Linked DNA regions of Mus musculus: region 1 is linked to region 2. The links are chromatin contacts, called in public HiChIP or PLAC-seq maps. All regions are on one chromosome and are shown on one strand. The core of a region is the stretch at or near the end of the contact, and the rest is flanking DNA. Distances in the headings are between cores, read along the strand shown. Region 1 overlaps Itgb5 (integrin beta 5). Region 2 holds the start of Itgb5 (integrin beta 5).

What was found. HiChIP or PLAC-seq counts read pairs in DNA pulled down with a chosen protein or histone mark.
Region 1: a contact with region 2 is called in an H3K27ac HiChIP or PLAC-seq map of extraembryonic endoderm stem cells. The contact joins the enhancer-like site here to the promoter of Itgb5 in region 2. A contact is called at or near these places in 5 of 39 promoter capture datasets (the 3T3-L1 cell line, liver and maxillary cranial neural crest), 3 of 15 datasets of contacts at CTCF or cohesin (the NIH/3T3 cell line, embryonic stem cells and stem cell-derived epiblast-like cells), 82 of 484 Hi-C or Micro-C datasets (the AML12 cell line, the C2C12 cell line, the G1E-ER4 cell line and 38 more), 35 of 115 datasets of contacts at active chromatin or transcription factors (the NIH/3T3 cell line, astrocytes, bone marrow-derived macrophages and 20 more) and 2 of 9 other capture datasets (adipose tissue and liver).

The regions. Positions count from the first base shown.
Region 1 is chr16:33,876,710-33,881,239 of GRCm38.p6, reverse strand. The region is part of intron 4 of Itgb5 (integrin beta 5); the gene reads right to left. Among named protein-coding and RNA genes, the nearest start is that of Itgb5, 49 kb to the right of the region's middle. Within about 2 kb of position 2,614, at least 121 of the 459 cell types and tissues checked have an H3K27ac peak or open chromatin away from gene starts, as enhancers often do. A contact at or near this core is called in the C2C12 cell line, the G1E-ER4 cell line, the MC3T3-E1 cell line and 24 more, where this site is marked.
Region 2 is chr16:33,827,888-33,832,484 of GRCm38.p6, reverse strand. Itgb5 (integrin beta 5) reads right to left here and starts at 2,820. Exons shown (of 15, transcript NM_001145884.1): 1 at 2,455-2,820. The coding sequence starts at 2,524.

The DNA.
Region 1 (4,530 bases), core at 1,365-3,864, 49 kb before region 2:
CAGCCAGGGCTACACAGAGAAACCCTGTTTCGAAAAACCAAAAGAAAAAAAAAGAAAAGAACAAAAATAGAGGTTAAAAGATAAAAGGATATAAAAGAATATCCATCATAAATATTGACTATAACATTTGGATATTACTTGATCAATGATCAAGTCTTTTTGTTATCTCAGTCAGTTGGAGTTGGTGACTTAATCCCTTGCAAAATTCTATTAAAATATATCTCTCGTCTCCAGGCTTGGGCTTGGATTCCGGCAACATGACCTTGCAAAATTCTATTAAAATATATCTCTCCTCTCCAGGCTTGGGCTTGGATTCCGGCAACATGACTAAACACACCTAGAAGGTTGGGATCCGGAAATAGGGGACCCACTGTGGTTGGGATCAGGATATAAGGGACCTACTGTGGGGCCTCCATCTGGAAGCTAAGTACATCTGCTACTTCTGTAGCAAGACCAAGAAGGAAAGTCAGGCTGCTGGCATCTGGCACAGTGGCTGGCAAGGAAGGCTTGGACCTATAGCACCAGTTCTGCTGTCAGTCATGTCTCCTATCAGAAAGACAGAAGAACTGAAAGACCAGAGGCGCTTGCCTCATCCCTCACTCCTTCCCCGTGTAACGCTTCCTGTGCTGTTCAATAAATACAGAGCAAAACCAGACACACAGATGCAGGGACAGATTCACAAGAGAGTCTTCAGGCAGGCATAAACTCAGACTCATGTGACAGACAGACAGACAGACAGACAGGGGACAGATGACACAGAGAACAAAAAGTATAGAATTCAAATCTCGGCTTGTTCTTGGCTAAATGACATCAGAAAGTACTTTATCTCTTTCTTTAGTGGAACACCAATAAATGACTGGTGACTCAAAGTTTATTATTCACACATACACACATACATACACAAGTACACGTGCGCGCACACACACACACACACACACGAGCATATATATATGTATATATGTATGTGTGTATATATGTATGTATGTATATGTGTATGTATACACACACATATATATACACATACATACATACATACATACATACATACATATTACCCTGTAGATGCAGAACAGGGCATCAGACCCCATGGAACTAGAGTTGCAGGCAGTTGTGAACTGCCCAGTGTGGGTGCTGGGAATCAGGCTCAGAGGTTAAGAGCACTGGCTGCTCTTCCGGAAGACCTGAGTTCAATTCCAAGCAACCACATGGTGGCTCACAACCATCTGTAATGGGATCTGGTGCCCTGTTCTGGTGTGTAGGCATGCATGTTGACAGAACACTACTACATTGTAAATAAATAAATCTTTTAAAAAGTCACTCTAGACCTTGGTGGTGAGAACTCACAACATTTATGGTGAAAGAATCCTCAGCTGAGAAATGAACAGGAAAACATGGAAGGTTCCTGACAACAGCAAAGATTAAAACTGCTCTGTGGGAAGCCAGGACACCAGGGCCATATGGTCCTTGATGGAAACCAGCCTCCAATGAAGATGAGCTAATGAAAACATTTCACACCACGTGAGAGGCTGAGAGCCGGGAGGAATGTCAGCAAACCTCACACTCAAGAACAGAATGCTCTGAGACTCCCTAAGACGAGGATTTTGGAAACAGTCAAAAAGAGGAAGGAACGACAGCCAAAAGCCAGAAGGGAAATTACTAGAAAATTAAAAACAAAAAAACAAAAACTAAAAGTTTTCAACAACAACAACAACAAAAATAGTATCTAAAACACAAGGGTTTGAGAAAAGAACCAAGTAACAATTGTAGATAGGAAAGTCACAGAGGTCCAAACTGTTTCAGTATACAGATTAAACGAAAGAACAAAATTGTAACCTGGAAGCAGTGTAGCTGGGGCAGAGGGTGGGGGGCTGCATGAGGGAAAATAAGAAACATGAAATTTAGATATGAGAATCTCCAATTGCCACCCACTAGTGGATGAACAGGGAGACAGCAGGAGAGATTAAACAATCACACAGATATTGCTAGAACCTCCCAGACTCAGATGCCGCAGCCAATCAAGCCCTAAGCAATGTGAACCAGGGTACCCGCCCAGACGCAGTCAATAGCATGAGACAGAGCACTCAGAGGAGAGGAGAATTAGATAAACAGAGCATGTCACTTCAGCCGCAGAGGTGTCATAGGCAGTAGAAATGACACCTTCGAGGGGGCAAAGGAACACTGTGGCTTCCTGGGAAAACATACTCAAAGGGTAAAAATGTATAAATAGCAATGGAGATGATTTTACATGAATTATCTCCATGACAGCTCAATCAAAGAAAAAGTCCCACAACGGGCAATAGAAAATATGTCAGTGAGTACTGGGGCTTCCTAGAGATGCTCTGTGATCAATCTGATCTGTCTTCAATCTGATGCTTACATTACTTTTTTTCCCCAGAGCAAGCCTGGTACTTCTTCAGACTTAATGTTTCTGGTGTATTCTATCCTGAGTGGAGAAAAGCCTAGAAATTCTGGCTATTTGTGGGTAATCGGGGTTTTTTTGTTTTGTTTTGTTTTGATTTCTTTTTTAAGATGTCAGTAACTAACTCATGGGTCTTTTAAAACAGGAAAGCAAACACTGTGTGTGTTGTCCCAGGCGGGACAGCTAGATTACATGCCCTGGCTTGTGCTGTCCCTCCCAACTTGCAAAGGGGACTCTCTAGGGAGACTTGGGACCCCAGGATGGGAAGCCTGCTCCCCAAAGCTGAAGTGTCCATCCTGTACTTCCTGGATTACAAAAGAGAGATTTCCATGGCTTAGATTTGAAGTTTCCTTCCTCACACTCTTTCTTCGCTGATTTCCTGTCTTAGGAACAGCTTTTCAGAGAGCTCTGTGCTCTCTGTCAAGAACAGCACTGTCTGCCACTGTTTCTGCCTGAGGGCTTCAAGTAGGAAGTCTGAATAGCTATGAGCAATACCCTTGACTATTTGGATGCTAAACACCCAAACTGGGCCTTGATCCTCTGCCAGCCCCCAGCCCAGCATCTGGGTGAGTGCAGACACACCCTGTCTGACTAGAGTCGGAGCCCAATCAGGGCAGGGACAGAAAGAAACAGATGGGATTACTGTTCAGATAAATCCAAAATCTGTTTTGATTAAGATGCTGTTGCGCCCAGTAAGTAGCAAAGCACCAACAATAAAACACTTGGCCTGAGGCCAGCGGAAAGTGGCCTTGGAGAGGGAGAACTACTGGTCACAACCTAGTTTATTTAGCTAGCCCTACCTGTGGCTAGAAGCTACACGCAGCAAATGACAAAATGTGGCTCTTTATGCTTAAGGAACTTTGAATACATCTGTATTTAAAACTGTTTACCTTATTGGGTTTTCTTCTTCTTCTTTGGTTTGTTTGCTTGTTTGTTTGTTTGTTTGTTTGTTTGAGATAGGGTTTCTCTGGTAGCTCTGGCTGTCCTGCAAGCAGCTCCCTTTATAGACCAGGCTGGCCTCAAAATCCTGCAACACTTTATTGACTAGGCTGGCTTCAAAATCTGCCTGCCTCTGCCAGGATTAAAGGCGTATGATATGTGCAACCATTGCCTGGCTTATCTTACTGTTTTGTTTTGTTTTTTTTCTTCAATCTTTATGTTGGTTTCTGACCCCCGAGGAGGATCTAGGTCAACATGGAAGAATGAAACTAACAAGACCGGGTAAACTCAGAACACAGGCTGCCTGGATATCACCACCTCTCCCAACAACAAGCCTAGCCTGGAGCTGGGAGATGTTTGGGCCCCAAAGTATGGAGAGAAATAGGCCTGGGGTCTTTAAAAAGAACACCCACCCACCTCCGTGGCAGCAGGAGACTAAGAATCAAAACTGATATCCAAACACCGAAGAAGCCTGGATCCCTGAGGAGAGGTGCCAAGAGTAGACACAATTCTGCCCTCCTCAGATTTTGTACAAATGAGGCAGCTTTGTAGATATTTAGCTGTAGATATTTGGGGACTTCTTACTGCAGACTCTTCTTACTATAAACTCTGACTTGCTGGGCTTGCGGGAGCTTGGGAGTGCCCAGTCATTTAACCTCAGATAAAGTATCTTGGATGGGGGGGAAATGTCATTATGTTAGAGTTAGAATACAGACTCTAGTCTACCCCTTGCTATCTATATAAAGGAATTTATTCTCTGAAGGCCTCACCTTCTGTAAACATGGCTTAGAAGCCATAGGGACCCGAGGAGGAATGTTAACGAGATAATCTCAATAAAGTGCCTATTTGTTAACAGTGTGAATGGTATTTGACGCTTAGCAAAAACTAAAATCTTAGCTGTTCTCGTGACTATGTTGGAGCCTTATATTCTACAAACTCATTAAGGTCAACTGTGGAGATAGAGGCAAGAAAAGGCTGGAAGTTATCAAGTTCTGTGTGTTGTACACAGTGTATCCCCAAAGGGCATACAAGAGCCATGATATGAACACACATAGTCTACACACATAAAATTAAAACTGAACAAAAAATTAAAACTAAATCAAGGTTTTCATTTAGTTATACGGAAGTAAATTACAGCTGCTAACATAAACAGGGACAATCTCTGAGTGCAT
Region 2 (4,597 bases), core at 1,571-4,070:
ACAAGAGGAGAAGGAAAATGAAGGTAACTCAGCCACACTGGGAAGCTAAGTCAAATTACCCAAACGAGCCACTCCTTCTGATCTTGCAAAGCACCTAGCACCCTGAGAAGGAGGCGGCCTAGTCCGGAGGCTGGAAACAGGTTTATTCCATTTTACTGACTTTAGGGGCTGGCAGCAGCAGCAAGGGGTGGTAAAAGACAAGCCTGTGACCACAGCACAGTGGACAGAACTAACTCTGAAGACCCTGAAAGCAAACCACTCAGGCTCCAAAATAGGGTACAAAAGATGAAACAGCCCTGGGCCTAGGCTGGCCACTCCCACCCTGAGACAAGAGAAAACACTAAATGGCCCTCCTCGGGAATGAACAGTCTGTTCGGAGGCACCGGAACTTTCAAAAAGGAGAAATCACATGCAGATAAAAAAAAAAAAAAAAAACTAATGAGGGCCGGTCGTGGTGGCGCACGCCTTTAATCCCAGCACTCGGGAGGCAGAGGCAGGCAGATTTCTGAGTTCGAGACCAGCCTGGTCTACAAAGTGAGGTCCAGGACAGCCAGGGCTATATAGAGAAACCCTGTCTTGAAAAACAAAAACAAAAACCCTAATGATTCTAATAATATGAAGGACACCTGAGGGATGGGGCACTCCTTTAATGCCAAAGTGTGGGAGGGACAGGTAAAGGGATCTCTGGAAATTCAAGGCCAACTGGCCTACATAGTGAGTTACAGGCCAGATGGGGATATATTATTATTATTATTATTATTATTATTATTATTATTATTATTATTATACCCAGCCATAGAACCATTGACAGTAGCTGGGAGGGAAGTTTTCTCTAAGAGTGTAGCCCTTCCTAAGTAGAGAAGGCTCAAATCAAGGACCGCACCATTGTGCTTTTTTTTTTTAATATGGACAGAGTTGGGGTCATAGGGAAGGGAGATGGATCTGGGAAGAGTCAGGGGAGGGGACATAAGTAAGATAAAAACAGGTTTTTGGGAAACTCAACTAATAAGGATTAAAATTTTTGCAATGGGAAATGTTGGAGTTTTCATTCGAATCAGAGGGCTAATCGGAAAGAAACTAGAGCCATCCCAAAGTTGAATTTCGAAGACTGCTAACAGAAAAAAGAAAGAAAGAAAGAAAGAAAGAAAGAAAGAAAGAAAGAAAGAAACTAAGGTAAGGTTGCTGAGTGTTTATTCTGACAAAAATGTTAAAAACACCATCACACACACACAAGATAAAGTTTTAGTTTGGTTATAAAGAATATAACTTCAAACTAAAACTCTGTCCTAAAGAAGTGAGGTCAGTCGACAAGGATATATTCCAGAGGATGGTGATTCAAGCTACATCTCTTTGCGTTTCCCTGGGGACTCTTTGGAACACGAAAGATGTGGACACTGGTTGCCAGATTTGAGGGAGGGGTGGGTGGGACCCACTGATCTACTTATTTTCCCAGAAAAGCAGCCTTGCTACGCTATTAAGTTTGTACTGGGGCCTCAGCGACATTTTTTGGTTTCCTCAACTCCCTCCTTGCTCTCAGATGGAAACCTCAACCTCCTTCATGTAAATGAGACGGGTAGGGGTAACAGAGTTCTCCCCTCAAGCAGCCAGGCAACCACTGGGCTCAGAGAGGCAAACAAGTACCTCGGGCTTGAAAGTGAATAGCGCACTCTTAATCAATACACAATTACTTCCGACAGGAAGAGGAAAGTTCGGAAACTCCTCTTTGAGTGGGTAGGTTTGGAAGAGGTAGGAGCGTCAACTATCATTCTTCCTATAGGGATTTTTTTTTTTAAGACAGGGTCTCATTGTGTAGCATGCTAGGGTTAAAGGCGTGTGCCACCACTGTCCGGTCCCTAAACTTAATTGCCACTCCCAAGTCTGAAAACTGAACGCAGGTAGCTGGGGGCTCCCGCATCAGCGCCAGGGTGCATCCGGCTAAGGTAGCGCCAGCAGCCCCTCCGCAGTCCGGACACAGTGTTTGTGAATCACAGTACCGAACAGTATCAGATGGCGGTGTACCAGGTGGGGCAGCGACTTCGGACTTACAGAGAGTAATGACAACTTTCAATTTAGAGCAAACTTCGAAAGTTGCATTATCCACAGACCTCCGGGATGACTCGGTCGCCACACTTTGGCCCCCACATCACTCCCCGCGGGCCACAAGGGCCGCTTTGTGCAGGCGAGCGAAGAGCTAGGGCCCCAGCACCGGGCCCGGAGGCTTCCCCTCCCAAGTCCCCAGCGCCCTCGGGCTCCGCCACCAGACGCACACTGTTTACACAGGAAGGGAAGGCTCCTCCTCAGCCCGGGAGGGAACCCGCCAGCGCACGCAGATCTGATGCCCGCGCCTCGCCGACCCTTCTGGGAGCGCCCTGGGGTGCACTGCACCCTCGGCTCCCGCAAGCGGCCGCGGGCGAGCAAAAGTTGAGGAGCGCGCGGCGGGGCGGCGCGGCTTACCTGCGAGGCGCGGAACGAGCGCGCAGAGCCCGAGCAGACAGGCGTAGAGGGTCGCGGGCACCCGCGGCATGATGCGCGCCGCTCGGCTGGGGCGCTCGGCGGGGGCGGAGCGGGGCCGAGGCCGGGGACCGCAGCCGCATGCCGGGCGCTGCGCTCCGGCTCACGGCGCCCGCGGCCGGGCTGGTCCGCGCCCGGCCGCCACCATCCTCCTCGCTGGCCCGCTGGGACGCTCGGAGTTGTCGCTGCTCCGGACGCACCCTCGCCGAGTCCCCCGCGCGTCTACTCTCGGAGACCCTTCCCTTTTTCCTCGGCCGCCAGCCCCCACTCTTCTCTGCTTTCTCCTCCCCCCTCTCCTGCGGGCCGCCACTCGGTCAGTTTACGGCTAGGCGGGACGGGGCGGGGCGAGCTCGGGCCGGACCAGCTCCGCCCTGCACCGGGACCCGCCAGCACGCCTAGATCCTGGGTTGCCCAGGTGGCTGTCACAGCTGACCCACTTGTGGGGATCGGGTGTTCGAAACTTCTAGTTAGGGTCTCCCTCCCCGGTCTTGGAGTTGGGAGGGGGCGGGGCGCGCTCCATTAGGCCTGCAGAGATTACTTGGGCCAAAGCAATCTCAGTTTTGACTTCAGGATCGTGGGGCAGTTACGGCTTGGATCTGTCAGGCCATTTCGTCATGCCACAAGCGCATGCCAGGCCAGGCCTCGCCCGAGAATATTCAATCCAGACGCCACGCTTGGGATGGGCAGGGGAGGACACGTGGAACGTGGAAGTTCAGGTGAAGCGGAGGGCACCCTGGTGAGCAGGCACTGTGATAAGTGCTAACATCCCTCCCGTTGTTTAGGTGAGCAAACTGAGCCACCAAGGGTTAATATACTGGAGGAAGCGACTGCTAGCTTTTTCCCTGAAATCCAGATTTAAGTAAGGCAGCCTAACCTTTGCCTATTAAGAACCAGCTGGAGCTGGGCATGGTGGCACACGACTTTACACGGCACTTGGGAGGCAGGGGCAGTCAGATTTCTGAGTTTGAGGCCAGCCTGGTCTACAGAGTGAGTTCCAGGACAGCCAGGGCTACACAGAGAAACCCTGCCTCGAAAAAACCAAAAGAAAAAATAAATAAATAAAAGAAGAAGAAAAAGAAGGAGGAGGAGGAAGAGGAAGAGGAAGAAGAAGAAGAAGAAGCAGCAGAAGCAGCAGCAGCAGCAGCTAGAAGGTCAGGACTTGGCGGTGTAGGTGCAAAAACCTACCTAAGGCGTTTGAATCTTAAAAACTTTGTTGTGTCCACCTTTCAAACTCTTAACTGGGTGGCACTGACAGGAGCCAGTTTGTAGTGTGTGCATAGGGAAAAGTGAACCAATCCAGAGCAAACTTCAAAGTTCATCCTTGGACCATATGCAAATTCGTACTCTGTCCTACATTGCTTTGTTATGACTTAAAAGTCATATTTGGCCGGGTGTGGTGGTGCACGCCTTTAATCCCAGCACTCAGGAGGCAGAGGCAGGCAGATTTCTGAGTTCGAGGCCGGCCTGGTCTACAGAGTGAGTTCCAGGACAGCTAGGGCTACACAGAGAAACCCTGTCTCGAAAAAAAATCATGTTTGCTGCTAACCATTATCCAGTAGAATTCATGCTGCATGCCAAGCGTGGTGGCGCACTCGGGAGGTAAAGGCAGGCAGATTTCTGAGTTCGAGGCCAGCCTGGTCTACAAAGTGAGTTCTAGGACAGTCAGGGCTATCTATACAGAGAAACCCTGCCTCAAAAAACCAAAAGAAAAAAAAAAAAAAAAAAGAATTCATGCTGCAGAAACAGCCCAGGTAGATCTTGGAATTACCTGGCCCTTAGGGCAATAGCCTTGGGGCTATGCTTATCCCAGCTTAGAGGTGGCTACTACATTATGGGAGCTGATCAAAGAGTTTGAACTGGAGTGTTGCTTGGTCTGGCAGGAAAGTGTAGGATGAGCTAGAAGGTGAAATACTGCTTTAAGTACAATGGTGGCTTTCCTATGCCATGCATTCTTTGAGTTCAGGGCCCATAGTATCCCATCTTCTCTGCACTCAAAATGAGCACTTTGTAGCGGCTGAAATATCCTACTTTGTCCCACATCTGGCACGGACCACCATTTATCTAAATTGCACCTGGAAAGTGCTGT